Linked DNA regions of Mus musculus: region 1 is linked to region 2. A link is a contact called in public promoter capture Hi-C data. All regions are on one chromosome and are shown on one strand. Each heading gives the region's core, a stretch centred on a gene start, on an enhancer-like site or on the middle of the called end of the contact. The rest is flanking DNA. Distances are from core to core; before and after follow the strand shown. Region 1 holds the start of Ccdc146 (coiled-coil domain containing 146). Region 2 overlaps Ptpn12 (protein tyrosine phosphatase, non-receptor type 12).

What was found. Promoter capture Hi-C pulls out the DNA fragments that hold promoters and counts their contacts.
Region 1: a contact with region 2 is called in a promoter capture Hi-C map of the 3T3-L1 cell line, with 5 times the contacts expected there. The contact joins the promoter of Ccdc146 here to the enhancer-like site in region 2. A contact is called at or near these places in 11 of 39 promoter capture datasets (the 3T3-L1 cell line, 3T3-L1-derived adipocytes, the C10 cell line and 5 more), 4 of 484 Hi-C or Micro-C datasets (CD8 T cells, adipose-derived mesenchymal stem cells, embryonic fibroblasts and 1 more), 2 of 115 datasets of contacts at active chromatin or transcription factors (acute myeloid leukemia and memory CD8 T cells) and 1 of 9 other capture datasets (adipose tissue).

What each region holds. Positions count from the first base shown.
Region 1 is chr5:21,422,386-21,429,625 of GRCm38.p6, forward strand. Ccdc146 (coiled-coil domain containing 146) reads right to left here and starts at 2,292. Exons shown (of 19, transcript NM_029195.1): 1 at 2,180-2,292. Fam185a (family with sequence similarity 185, member A) reads left to right here and starts at 2,518. Exons shown (of 8, transcript NM_177869.4): 1 at 2,518-3,191. The coding sequence starts at 2,783.
Region 2 is chr5:21,004,563-21,011,910 of GRCm38.p6, forward strand. It overlaps Ptpn12 (protein tyrosine phosphatase, non-receptor type 12), which reads right to left. Exons shown (of 18, transcript NM_011203.3): 7 at 7,123-7,182; 8 at 4,880-5,022; 9 at 787-853. Among named protein-coding and RNA genes, the nearest start is that of Ptpn12, 48 kb to the right of the region's middle. Within about 2 kb of position 1,344, at least 11 of the 459 cell types and tissues checked have an H3K27ac peak or open chromatin away from gene starts, as enhancers often do.

The sequences.
Region 1 (7,240 bases), core at 1,042-3,541, 420 kb after region 2:
TTGAAGGCTCGTCTGAGTACGTACGTCCACATGGGACACAAAGCCAATGGCGCTACTCACTGAGTGAGCACTTGCTTATCATAAAGTCTATCTTATAGCCTACTGAGGCAGGAGAGAAACACGGGAACATGATGGAGAACTGGGAATAAAAGGAGCCCTCATTCCAGAGCCTGACCAGTGTGTCTCACCAGCTGAAGATGAAGAGTTCTAACACAGCTGTCAACATTATCGATGAGGATCACCAGTCTCTTACATAGTGATACTTTCAAGTTACATTGTTGAAGGAGCAATGGATCACATGTAAGGCCTAAATATATGTGTTCTTTCTTCTTTCTCAGCTATAAACCAACAGTTTTCTAGAAATCTTACCCAAAACCCTACTTCTAGTAAAGGACATGTTTTAATTCCCTTTTACAATTCTTGTGACACACAGTTTTATTTTAGGACTGTAACCCAATCCAAGACATCTCTAGAGTAATCCTATAATCTCACTTATTGAAAAAGAAGAAGAAGAGAAAGGTTTTAAAGAAGTTTCTTAGAGAAATCCTTTGAGGCATAACATGAGAGTCAGCAAAAGAGTGACTCTGGAGCACTTCTGCTAAGTCACTTAGGGCAAGCTCAAGGGAGCTTACACCTGTGCTCTTGGGTGTGTCTCTTTCTCTCCCTGTGTGATCAGTCACCTCTAGCAACCCCTGTGCTCTTAAACCCTTGTTTAAAATCTATTTTAAATCAACCCTCTTTCACATTAGCTTCTCCCAACATTTTTTTTCCAGCAAAGTCAAGGACAGGTTTCACCTTGGTGGAGGTCCTCAAGGATAGGGGCCTTCTTCTCAGATGGCTGACAGCAGGGCAGGGCTGTCACTGCCACCACCACTACCATAGTCTTCACTAAGAGAACAACATGGACGCTGGGGAGGACTTTAGCCTAGTCTATCTATCCATCTGTCACTTCAGGTTCAAAGAATTGGGGTCCCATATTTGGCTGAGAGTTTTGATCTTTAAAGGTATCATTTTATTTACTTATTGTGTATTTTATTTGTCACAACGTTCTCCGTATATAGTCCAGGTGGGCCTCAGATTTGAGATCTTTCTGCTTCAGCTTCCCAAACTCTGAAAACTTACAAGTGAACACCATCACACTGGACTTGCAATTAGTTAAATCTGTATGTAAGGAATTTAGGGAATTATTTGTAGAATGGGGAGAAGAATAGGCAAATATGGCTGAAATAATGTCCACACCCCCCATTTCCCATTATCTTTACTGCCTACTGAATAATAAAAAAAAGAGTTAACTTATAGAGTTATTTAGCACAGTCTGTCTTATATCAAAACTGAAGAAACATTTCTTGTGCCATAGATAATACAACAGGACCAGGAAAAAATTCTGACATCCCCTAACAAGTCTTATGATCCAGAGAGAGAGAGAGAGAGAGAGAGAGAGAGAGAGAGAGAGAGAGAGATTTTATTTTACCATTAAGGCCAAGGACCAGTTGCAGGGAAAGAGATCAAGACTGTCCTCTAACCAAGTTCAAATGTCTCCAAATCTCTTAGCAACGTAGACATATGCCATTCCTAAAATACTTTGTTTTGTATACTGTGCACTGCTTTGTTGTCCATTGTTTCATTTGATAAATGTGGTAAAAACGAAAAAAAAAACTTCTACACAAGACAAGGAAGATAGTGTCATCATTTTATAAGCAAATAGTAAAACCCAAAGGCATCCAATGACTGGCCTAAGATTACTACTTACAGTTAAGAAAGAGCCAGAATTCTAACACTTTTTCTTTTCCTTTTTTTTCTTTTTTCTTTTTCGAGACAGGGTTTCTCTGTATAGCCCAGGCTGTCCTGGAACTCACTCTGTAGACCAGGCTGGCCTCGAACTCAGAAATCCACCTGCCTCTGTCTCCTGAGTGCTGGGACTAAAGGCGTGCGCCACCATACCTGGCTTCTAACACTTTTTCTATCTAGTATTTTTTACCTAAGTGGGAGTTCCCTTAAAGGACAGAGAAGGGAGAAAGCAACAGAACGTGTCTGTCCTCTCATGCTAAGGTCTCTTGTGAGGGGGATTCTCTATTCCCAGGGAATCCACATTAGTTTGGTGACCTTTGGTTCTAACTACCTAAAGAAAGTATTCCTAACTTTGAATCTGATTCCCATCTATAAACATGCTGTTTCTTACCCTTTCTTTTGGTCCTGATCCTTGTTTAAACTCTTATTTTTCTCCGTGTGTTTTGGTCCCTGGGGTCTCACTTCAAAACTTCACCCTCTCCTAAGAGTCGCGTCCTTGGTATCCAAAGTAACCACAGCTGAGTTTATCCCGTCCCTTCTACTCTTCCTATTGGTCAGTTACATTAACTTTTTTTCTTTCTCTGCTCTCTTGGCCAATGGGCTTGAAGCAACGGGAAAGCAACGAGGGGGGAGCGGGGGCTCCTCTACCAATCGGCTGTCAGTCTGTGTATTCAGCGCACTGTCTCCTGGGATATGTAGTTTCACAGTTACCAGAACACCTTGATGTTTGGCTCCTTTAAAACTACATATCCCGATGGCCTCCGCCAAAGGGGCGGAAATAGGTGACTTGTCCAGGTCAGGGTTTCAACTAGGCTCTTTGAAGTTTTAACTTTCCTACCGGGATTTAAGGCGTTAAGTACTGTGCTGGGGGCCTGGCTCGTTCTTCCTTGGCGGAGCCGTGCATGCTGTCCCCTTCGTGACTGACCCGAGGCAGCTCGTGGTTCTTGTGGTCCCGGGACCAGCGAGCCAAGGCTGAAGCGTTCCAAGGGAGAGCATGTTCGGCCGCCTCCCTCCTTGCGCGTCCCGAGTGCGGGCGGGCGCCTTGGTCGGAGCTCTCGGGGCTCGGACTTGCGGCTCCAGTGGGGCGCAGCGGCAGGGATCAGCGCCCGATGACTCTGGGGCCGGCCTGGCGCGTGGGGCTCTGAGGGAGTGGACGCTGCAGGTGAGCCCGTTTGGGCGACTGAGGGCGCGGCTCCCTTGCCACCTGGCCGTGAGGCCCCTGGATCCCCTTGCGCACCCGGATGGCGACCGCGTGCAGGTGGCGGTGTGCGGCGTGGAGCACGTGGCGCGCGGCCTGGACAGCCTGCAGGTCAAGTATGATGCTGATCGGCAGGAGATGGCCATTCTGTCGGACGACATCGACCCCCAGGCGTCGGTGGAGGTGAACGCGCCCGTCAAATTTGGCAAGTGAAGTGAAAAAGGGTTTGGGTCACAAAACTAATAGTGTTTAAGCGTTGGGTTTCCAATTAAGGAGGAAAATTAAAGCCGAGTGGAAGCTTGTATTGGAATAATCTGAGTCTAATTACATTGTGGAGCCATTAGCATCACAGTCATTAGCATCGTTCAGGGTTGAGGTTTCTTGATAACTATCCAGTGGTTTGGTAGCCCACATCTCGGGGCTCTGGTCCCTCGTCAGCTCTATGTATAGATGCTTCCAGCTAATCTAGAAAAACAAAAACAAAAACAAACGAACAAAAAACCTTGCTTTCCAACAGGTACCCAGGTTGGTAGATGTCTATTCATTTAGGCATAAGTAAATTCTCTGCGAATACAAACTTTGAAGCAAGACACATAGTTAAGACTGTCTGGGGAAATTCATAATAGTACCTGCAAAACGTATTTCTTAGGCATCTGAGTCCCGTTATTTTATTTCCCAGATGCAAACCGCTGAGCACACATACTTTTCTAGAAAGGGTTCTGGGGCTCTCATTCTTCCTGGAACTGAAGGATGGTGTTGCTGATGATAGCAATAGCACCGTTTACCTCTTCTAAAATTATTTTATATTAACCCTCACAGTTGCTCGGTAGGGTGGATGCTTTTGTCACCGTTTCAGATGAGGACATTGAAGTAAAGGAAGTATAAGATACATACTGTGACTGAACAAACAAAGGCCCCGTGCGTGGTGACATTATGAAATTTGCTTCCTTAGGTGTCTTTCCACCTTAAATACAAGTAGGCAGGGCTAGGATGTGAGCTGTTAGGCTTCGTTGCTTCTCAACTTCTAACTAGCCTAAATGAATAAGAGACAGTGCCTCCAAATTTTAATACTCTGAAGTGCCGGTGGGGCTTTACCACAGTGCAGAATAAAATGGGAGTCAAAGGAGAGAGAGGCAAAACTTAAAACAGCCTCTCTGAGATGGGTATTACCTCTCCCAGCGATCCCAAATTACCTCACTGCTTCTTTTTAAAGCCAGGGGCTTATTTTCAGGGTACTGCCTCGATTCCATAGGCCCCTCAAATCTACATCGCTGATTTTATTGATAGTTGTTCCTCCAGCTTGTGATAGAGTGTCCCAGTGGATGTCCCATTACTACTCCTGTGTTAACCTTAATTCCCCGCCCTCCTTCCCAGCAACAGAGTGTGTTTAGCATCCCTTCGCTTACCTGTATAGTTGTCAGCTCTGCCTTGTTTCCTGCCATATGACAAGGCTCAGGTGGGCAGGCAGTTCTGCTTGTGTCAGTGCATGGCTTTCATGCACTCTCAGTTCCTCTCAGTGCATGTTGCTGATTTAACCCAGTGCCAAGCAGTGGAGGGCACTTATACTGTAATGATTAAAGTTGTGGCAGTGGGTCCCAACAACGCGCTTTGGGGAACATAATTGTGCTGGTTAGTTTGTAGTGAGCGCGACACACCTAGAATCACCTGGGAGAGGAGCCTCAATTGAGAAAATGCCTTTGTCAGATTGGCCTGTAGGCAAGTCTGCATTAATCAAGAAGCATTTCTTGACTAATGGTTGATATGGGAGGGCCCAACCACACGGGTTGACCCTGGGTTATATTAAAAAAAAAAAAGCAAGCTGAGAGACTCCTGGAGAGCAAGGCGGTATTTCTCTGTGATCTCCTCTTCAGTTTCTGCCCTGAGTTTGTCCTGACTTCACTGCGTGATGGACCGTAAGTTAGGAGATAAACCCTTTCCTTCACCAAATGACTTTGGTCAGTGTTTGATCAACCAAGGTCACATGACAGTAGTTTTTGTTTCTGTACTCCAGCTTAAGGGAAATTTAATATTAATGCAATTGCATAGTCGTAGTCACTCTTTAATATTTTGTTATTGCTGGTTTTTTTTTTTTTTTTTTTTTTTTTTGGAGACAGAATCCCTTTACAGAGCTCTAGCTATCCTGGAACTCAGTGTAGACTAAGCTGACTTTATACTCAGAGATCCATCTGCCTCTGCCTCCTAAATGTTGAGATAAAAGGCGTGCACTGTAGTGCCCAGCAATTATTTTGTTTTTATAAGGAGATATCTAAAGTGACACTTTAAATTACAGCTGAGAAGGCCACCTGGTCAATCCCTATTTTCCAAATTTTCTTTAAATACACTCTTATTTATCCACAATATTGTGGCTTTAATTCTCCTTATCACTCGGGGTTTTTTTGTTTTGTTTTTTCTTCTTTTTTTTTATTAGATATTTTCTTCATTTAAATTTCAAATGCTATCCCCAAAGCCCCCTATAACCTCCCCCCCTGCCCTGCTCCTCAACCCACCCACTCCCGCTTCCTGGCCCTGGCATTCCCCTGTACTGGGGCATATGATCTTTGCAAGACCAAGGGCCTCTCCACCCATTGATGGCCAACTAGGCCATCCTCTGCTACATATGCAACTAGAGACACAGCTCTGGGGGGTACTGGTTAGTTCATATTGTTGTTCCTCCTATAGGGTTGCAGACCCCATTTAGCTCCTTGGGTACTTTCTCTAGCTCCTTCATTAGGGGCCCTGTGCTCCATCCCATAGATGACTGTGAGCATCCACTTCTGTATTTGCCAGGCACTGGCATAGCCTCACAAAAAAGAGCTATATCAGGCTCCTGTCAGCAAAATCTTGCTGGCATATGCAATAGTGTCTGGGTTTGGTGGTTGTATATGGGATGGATCCCCAGGGTGGGGCGGTCTCTGGATGGTCCTTCTTTCTGTCTCAGCTCCAAACTTTGTCTCTGTAACTCCTCCCATGGGTATTTTGTTCCCCATTCTAAGAAGGAGCGAAGTATCTTTGATCTTCCTTCTTCTTGAGTTTCATGTGTTTTGCAAATTGTATCTTGGATATTCTAACTTTCTGGGCTAATATCCGCTTATCAGTGAGTGCATGTCATGTGTGTTCTTTTGTGATTGGGTTACCTCACTCAGGATGATGTCCTCCAGATCCATCCATTTGCCTAAGAATTTCATGAATTCATTGTTTTTAATAGCTGAGTAGTACTCTGTTGTGTAAATGTACCACATTTTCTATATCCATTCCTCTGTTGAGGGACACTTGGGTTCTTTCCAGCTTTTTGGTGATTATAAGGCTGCTATGAACATAGTGGAGCATGTCCTCATTACCAGTTGGAACATCTTCTGGATATATGCCCAGGAGAGGTATTGCGGGATCCTCCGGTAGTACTATGTCCAATTTTCTGAGGAACTGACAGACTGATTTCCAGAGTGGTTGTACAAGCTTGTAATCCAACCAGCAAAGGAGGAGTGTTCCTTTCTCCACATCCACGCCAGCATCTGCTGTCACCTGAATTTTTGATCTTAGCCATTCTGACTGGTGTGAGGTGGAACCTCAGGGTTGTTTTGATTTGCATTTCCCTGATGATTAAGGATGTTGAACATTTTTTCAGGTGCTTCTCAGCCATTCGGTATTCCTCAGGTGAAAATTCTTTGTTTAGCTCTGTACCCCATTTTTAATAGGGTTATTTGATATTCTGGAGTCCATTTTCTTGAGTTCTTTATATATATATAGTGGATATTGTCCCCTATCTGATATCACTCAGTTTTTAAAAGTGGTTCTGGTTGTTAAAAGTTACATCAAGTACCTTCTGATGTGGTTATGTGGAAGTATTTTCATGTTGGGGTTATGAAAGGCTAGAGTAGAATTTGAAAGCCTAGGTCATGGCCACATACACTGATCTACACTATTGTTATATTCTTTAAATTAGGGGAATATAGGACAAGGCTGGCCGACTCAGCAGATATTTGATGGCTTGCTGGTTCACTGTTATATCCTTATTCATTTGTGTGTGTTCTTTCTGCTGCATGGGGCTTCTATGATATTCCTCAGGAGACATGAATACCTACCTACAAGGATGGCCGTCTCAGCTCCTTTCTTCCCTCCTGTGGTATTGCCTCTCTTTAGATGAACAAGGCAGGAGATATGATCTCTAAACTGTCAGAACAGCCCTGCCTTTGGTCTTGCTGCCTTAGGAAAGACCTCTTGTTTTCAGGAAGAAACCACACTGATCTCCAGCTAAGT
Region 2 (7,348 bases), core at 94-2,593:
GGGAAGAGCGCAGTCTAGTCAATTTTTTTCATTGAAAAACGTTTCATATTAGAAAAAGATTAGTCTTAGGGGAATATAAAAATGAAGTTTTATCCCAGAGAGATTATTTAAGAATTATTTAAAACTTGCTCTTGCCTTGGGGGGGTGGGGAGGGAGAGGAGACTTGGACAGATGGACAGCAATGGTAGGGGGAAAAAGATGATGTAAAAGGAAAACTAAGCATTGAACCTATTTTTTTTTTAACAAAATGCTGACTGACATATTCATAGCAAATTTCAAGCTATGAAAGATAAAGTTTGCCTATAACACAGAGAAAATGAACATAGTATAGAACTAGCAAAAGAAACATATACAAGAAACATACACATACACATTCAGAGAAGGGACTCTGATCCTTGTGTCTTCCACAGTTTCAAACACAATTTAATGGAAATAACAGGTAGAAACTACAATGCTGACAGCAACTGTCACAACTAAAATGCCATGGGTAGTGAACTACAAGCCCAGAATTGATTCTAGGCACTTTGGCCCTGGGGTCAGCACTCTTAAACACTACACATGAAAGAATTCACTCAGTGGAAAACAAACCCCACCCTGGTTTGCAGTTCATAGTTTCAAGGCAGCTGTAACATTTACACTTACCCACATTGCTCTTTATATGGTAAGACTAATTCTAGAAATATAGTATATCTAAAAAACCAAAACAAACCAAAAACCAAAAAACCTACACTATAAATTTAACATAACAATAAACTGAATATGATACTATATAAAAGGCATTCTTACCCCTGCTTTCAGTAAGTTCCACGTGTAATCTATGGCACAAATAGCACCTGTTCGTCCACAGCCTGCACTAAGGGAACAAAGTTTGAGAAAAAAAATTTGTTGTTTTTTTCTTTAAATAAAAGGTATGCTAATTATACCCCAATAAGAAATTTGATACAATTCTACATAGTAAATCAAATACAAATTAGAGTACAGTACCATCCTTAACATTAATATTTGATATTTAAAAATGTAATTCAGCAATTTATAAAAGTAAGTGCCTCACAAAGAACCTGTAAACCCTTACCCCCATAAGTCTAATTCTCGCCAGTAACCCCCTGTAGAGATAAAATTATTCTCAATAGTTATAAGCATAATAGAATGCTCACAATGGCTTTACTGTTTTGGTCAAGAAGACCCAGTAAATTGTAGTAGGTATGGGAGAGAAAGCCTCAAGTGTAGGATCAGTTCAGAGAAGCAGCAGTGACCTTAGTGACCCAAGTCCATACACAAAGGCAGCTGACAAACCCGGGCTGGGCTCCAGCAGAACACGCTGAAGCTACACTGTTTTTACAACGACTTTAATTAAATGGAAGGAAGCATTCTTGTGAAGTATGCTCGCTCTAGAGCTGGGTGTGGGAGGCCTGCCTATGGTGACGAGCACTTCAGAGACTGAGGCATGAGTACTTGAGGTCCCAGCCAGCTGGGGATAGGTTTTAAGATCCCAACAAACACACTTTATATTAAATGGGTACGTTTTCTTTCCTTTTGTAGATGTGCTTTTAAGTTACTTCAGTTAACACACTGTCTTCTAACAGCATTAAATCATCATTTTTCCCCCATACATGGTTTCTCTGTGTAGCAAGCCCTGGCTGTCCTGGAACTCTTTCTGTAGTCTATCTAGGCTAGCCTCAAAACTCAGAGATCCATCCTCCTCTGCCTCCCAAGTGTTGGGGTTAAAGGTGTGCACCACCATCACCACCCTGTAAATAATTTTTAAAACTAGAAAAACCCTACTGAAATAGACTTATGAATTATAGTTATTGGCTGAATAACAGGATGGAACAGGAAATAATTTCAAACAAGTTGTTAAAAAAAATCAAGTTAAACCATTTCTTTATCTTTCAATATCAGAACAAAAGCTTTCTTTTTTGACCACCATTAATTAACTATGAAAAGATTGTTTTAATCTAGTAATTTGTTAGATGGTTTCTGTATATCTACCAGCAAACCAATTCTCCTGGAGGCAGCTCTCTTTACTAATCAAAAGACACCAGTTAGGTAAGAAAAGTCAAAATTGAAATAAATCAACCTTTTAAAAAAGTAATTAACCAATAATCTCTCTTTTTTTTTTAAAGATTTATTTTTATTTATATGAGTACACCAGAAGAGAGCATCAGATCTCAATACAGGTGGTTGTGAGCCACCATGTGGTTGCTGGGAATTGAACTCATGTTGGTGTCCTACTCATAATGTTCCTGCTTCAGTTTCCAGAATGCTGGGATTACAGGCATAACTACCGTGCTGTGTTTTCTTTATTTATTTCTTATAGTAAAATTCAATTACAGATACAAATAGTTTAGCAGGACAAATTTAGTGTGATTTTTGAGAAACTCTGATTCTAAGGTCTTTTGAAATATCAAGATAGAAAATAGAAAAACTGCCTAAGGAATCAAGTAAATTTTATACTACTTGGAAACATACATATTTATCTAGTGAAATTCTAAAATTAGGTTTTGAAATATCTTATACATTACTGTACAATATAACCATGATTATACTGTAAACTACTGTGAACCTTCTATTTTTATGATTGATTCAACATTTATTCTTTTAAAAGTTGTATTCTCCCTAACATTTTTCTATACACTATAAATGTAGACCTTAAGCATGGATGAGGTGGTTTAGATGAGTAATGTCTTCCAGACTCACACATTTGAACACTTGGTCCCCAGTTGGTCCCCTTTAGGAGGTTGGTGTAACATGAGACCTTTAGGAAATGGGGCCTTGTTGGAGGACAAATATTGGTAGGCTTGCAGGGTTTAGCCTTGCCTTACTTTCTGATGCTGAGGCTATTCCCCAACATTATGCACACTCATCCTCTGAAACTGTAAGCTAAGTCAACCCTTTCTTATTTAAATTTATTTTGGGTCATGATATTTTATGACAGCAATAGAAAAAACATACAATTCAAGTAGCAGCTATTTTTCCTGTGTTTAAAACCTAGCTTAGTTGTTTCCTTTGCTGTCTCCCTGGTTTTTGGGTTTTTGTTGGTTTGCTCCTTTAGGATTGTATTGTTGTTAATTCTCTTCGTCTTTGTGAGACATAGTCTCACTCTGCGGCCCAGGCTGGGCTCCGACAGTCGCTATGCAGTGAGATTATAGGCATGAGCCACTTTAGGGAGCCTTTGAATAATTTTACATTAAAACTAAGTTAGGTAAGGTGTTTCTTCCTTCTTTGGTATCCTAGGAATGGGGAGGTAAAAGTTCAAGGCTCACCTTGGCTATTAAGACCCCGCCTTTTAAAAAAAGAGTAGTGGTCATTCAAAGAAGCCACAGAACATTAACAAACCTTTCTGAAAAGTGTTTCAGAGCTCGTTAGTTCTATCATAAATAATACGGAGTTTACTGGAGTAGAAAGTCTGTCAGATGAGACAGGGAACAAAGAAGTCACAATATTTAAGGACATAAAAATCCTATAAATGTTTAGGCACACATTCTTAATTTCCCAGATATGAAAAAAAATTAAGGCTATCTTCCTTCCAACTGGAATGTTTCTTTGCTTTTCATTTAAAATATTTCATGGCTTATAAGTAGGAAAAATAATCAGACAATAAAAACAGGTCAATGAGCTCAGTTAAAAACACCTGCTCTTATTTAACACAACCTCTAACCTGCACTCGGAACACAAAATTAGTTACCCCTTCAAGAATGGCAGAATTTGAAGGCTGTGTTTACATGACTTCTTATGTCTCAACATGACTAAATTTGCAAAGACTAATTGGAACTTAGTATTACCTGGAAAGAGTGAAAACATTTTACAGAGCAGTTTAACAGAGATATAGCTAAACTTAAGCCTGTTAAGGGGCAGGTCATTACTTTGGGCAATGCTACACAGCACAATTTAATAAAGATGTCCAGTAAATGTATACCAACAGTTTATATTTAACTTACTACAAAAATGCTATGTCAGGTATCATAGCACACATCTATAATCCAAGCAGAAGAGTGGAGGCAAGGAAGATAGCCTTGGCTATTTAATAAGTCTGATACCAGCCTGGCCTACATAAGATGCAGTGATAAGCCTTCAATTCTCAAAAAAAAAAAAAAAAAAAGTGGGGAGATTAGAATATTTAACAATAAATATCACCCACCATAATTCCTTAAAAGGTGAAAAAAAAAAAAAAGAATGCTCGTTTCATGTTTGCTTAAGATTTCAGAAGTTTGTAAACTATAATTTCAGGGTATGACAACAATGGTACAGACATGGCAGCTTGCTCCTCGGGAACAAAATCCAGCACAGGATGTTTGTCACTTGGAAAACACCTTACAATCTACATCGTAAGAGCTATGAAATTCAGGTATATCTTACAAATGACATCTATGCTGTGTAACTAGCAATGAATTCTTTTAAACTCTCATGTTTAGTATGTGTCAGGTAAGGCTTTGTCTGTCCCCTCTCTTTCCTTCCCTTCTTTCTGCTAAGGGACAACATTATCGGGAGGTAGCCCTGAGCGGCTAAAGCTCACATCAGCCTCCTTGGTTTGGGGTTATAAGCGTGTCCCTACACCCAGCACTTCTCTGCAGACCACGGGATCTCAGATCAGTAAGGCCTTTATATCTATATACAGTTTTTAAAGTCTGAGACTTCATCACTCATGAAAATTTGCCTGACACTGATCATATGAGGAAATATGATGTTTTACAGCAACATTTAGACAGTCTATTAACCAGATTAGATTATATCAATTCACAGGGTCTTATTCTCAAACACACCATAACAGGGCTAGGAAAAGCTCAAGATATAATAAAACATCATATTAATGTAGAAATAAAACCTTATCTCACAAAACATAAACACTGTACTTCTCTACATTTAGAAAATTATTTTGTACCTGCAATGAATACAAATAGGCACATCTTCATGTTCTTGGTATTTCCTCATTAAGCTTATCATGTCCAGAATAGAATCAAATGACGAAGGAACATCATGGTCTGGCCAGTTCACGTAATGAAACTGATAGAGCCGACGGGATTCCTACATGAAAAGCAGAAATTCAGGGGCTGGAGAGATGACTCAGCAGTTAAGAGCACTGACTGTCCTTCCAAAGGTCCTGAGTTCAAATCCCAGCAACCACATGGTAGCTTACAACCATCCATAATGACATCTGATGCCCTCTACCGGTGTGTCTGAAGACACCTACAGTGTACTTACATATAAATAATAAATAAATATTAAAAAAAAGAAAAGCAGAAATTCAGTAATTAGAAGAATGTATTTACAAACTTGTAAGCTATGTATTCCACGTCTTTAAATTTTTTCCCCAATTTTAACCTTATAGTAAATATTGAAAGTGATAGCCCGCATAAATTAAACATCCAAAGATGCCTCAGTAACTCTAAAAACTATTTATTTTCATTTATGAGTCCACGGACATATGTATGCTGTGTGTGCCTCATGCCCCATGGTCAAAGAGAGTTTTAGATCTGAGTGGAATGTGAGTGGCTAGCCATCAGCGCTGTGCTAGAAACTAACCTGGGAGCTCTGCAAGGGCATTTAACCTTGGAGCAGTCTCCTTAGTCCCCTCAATAACTTTTAAGATTGATTATTCTAGATGTCAGTAGAAAGAACAGAGCTTGGGTTTCAGTTCCAATATGCAAGTTCTATATTTGTCAATTACTAAATAGGCAAATTATTTAACTTCTCAAATCCCTTTTATCTATGCAATACATACTTTTATAGTTAGAATAACTGATATATCTGATACACTTGTAGGAGTTAAGGTACTAACTAGAGATAAAATGTGCAACCTGAGTAAAAGAAATGACTCAACTAAAGGGCTATCATTAGTCCAGTCAGTGAGAAGAAAGACTGTGTGTCGCTTGCCAGACAGAAAGTAGGTAGCCTTACAATGAGCTGGGAAGAATGCTGTGACAAGACTGTACTGGATGATTGTGTGTGTCAACTTGACACAAGCTAGCATCAGAGAGGATGGAGCCTCAGTTGAGGAAATGCCTCCATGAGATTCAGCAGTAAGGCCTTTTCTCAGTGATCAATAGCTAGAGCCCAGCTCATGGTGGGTGATGCTATCTGTGGGTTGGTGGTCCTGGTTCTATAATAAGTCAGGTTGAGCAAGCCATGGGAAATAAGCCAGTAAGCAGGCCTCCCCCATGAACTCTCATGAGCACTTGCCTCCAGGTCCCTGCTCAGTCTGAGTTCCTATCCTGACCTCCTTCAGTACTCAACAGCAACATAGAAGTGTAAGCTGAGCAAACCTTTTCCTCCCCACGTTGTATTTGTTCATGGTGTTAAGTCAGAGCAATAGAAATCCTGACTAACACAGTGACCAAGACAGACTAATAATAGAGGAGAAAAAAGCTGACAAGCATCTTTCCAATGTCTTTTTATACATGTCTTTGGTTTCTTCCCTGAAAAATTATCATTTTTTGACTCTGAAACATTTAAGTCAACAGCCTGAAGATACTTTAATTTAAATCTAAATTAATATTTACTTTTTAATTTCTCTCTCTTTTAAAAAAAGATTTATTTATTATTATATCTAAGTTCACTGTAGCTGTCTTCAGATGCACCAGAAGAGGGCATTAGATCTCATTACAGATGGTTGAGTCACCATGTGGTTGCTGGTTTTTGAACTCAGGACCTTTGGAAGAACAGTCAGTCCTCTTAACTGCTGAACCATCTCTCCAGCTCACTTTTTAACTTCTTATAGTGCTGGGAATTGAACCTATGTACCTGCTAGACAAAGGCCCCCACCACTGAGCTATATCCCAATCTTTAAATGAAAATTTAGTTTTGTCTTTATAAAAAATTCTGAGTACAAGTGAGTAATAAATAAAACAATAATCTGCAAAGTGTTAATAGAAGAAAACTATGCAACAAAGAAAGCATAATTATGCAAGACACACACAGAAAATTCTGTTGTCCTAAGTAAAGTAACCTCAGACTGCTTTATTACACAGTTTGATCAGCATAAGGCTCAAGACACTCACTAAATAAACTACATAACAGCAAGACTCGGACTCCCAGCAAGAATGGGAAGGAGGAGGGGGAGAGATGGGAAGAATGAAGATGAATGGAAATAGGAACTCTTTTTACTCTATAATGGGAATTACTTACATTTTGAAATTCAAGTAAAAGTGTTCGGATGAAGTAGTCGGTTCTTGCTTGTTCATTTTCCTAAAAAGATAAAAGCTTGTGAATTGAGCCTGGTGTGGTAACACATATCTTTAATCCCAGCACTCAGGAGGCAGAGGCAGGCATCGGATCTCTGTGAGTTCGAGTCCAGCCTGGTCTACAAAGAGCCAGGACAACCAGAGTTATTACATAGAGGAAACTCTGTCTT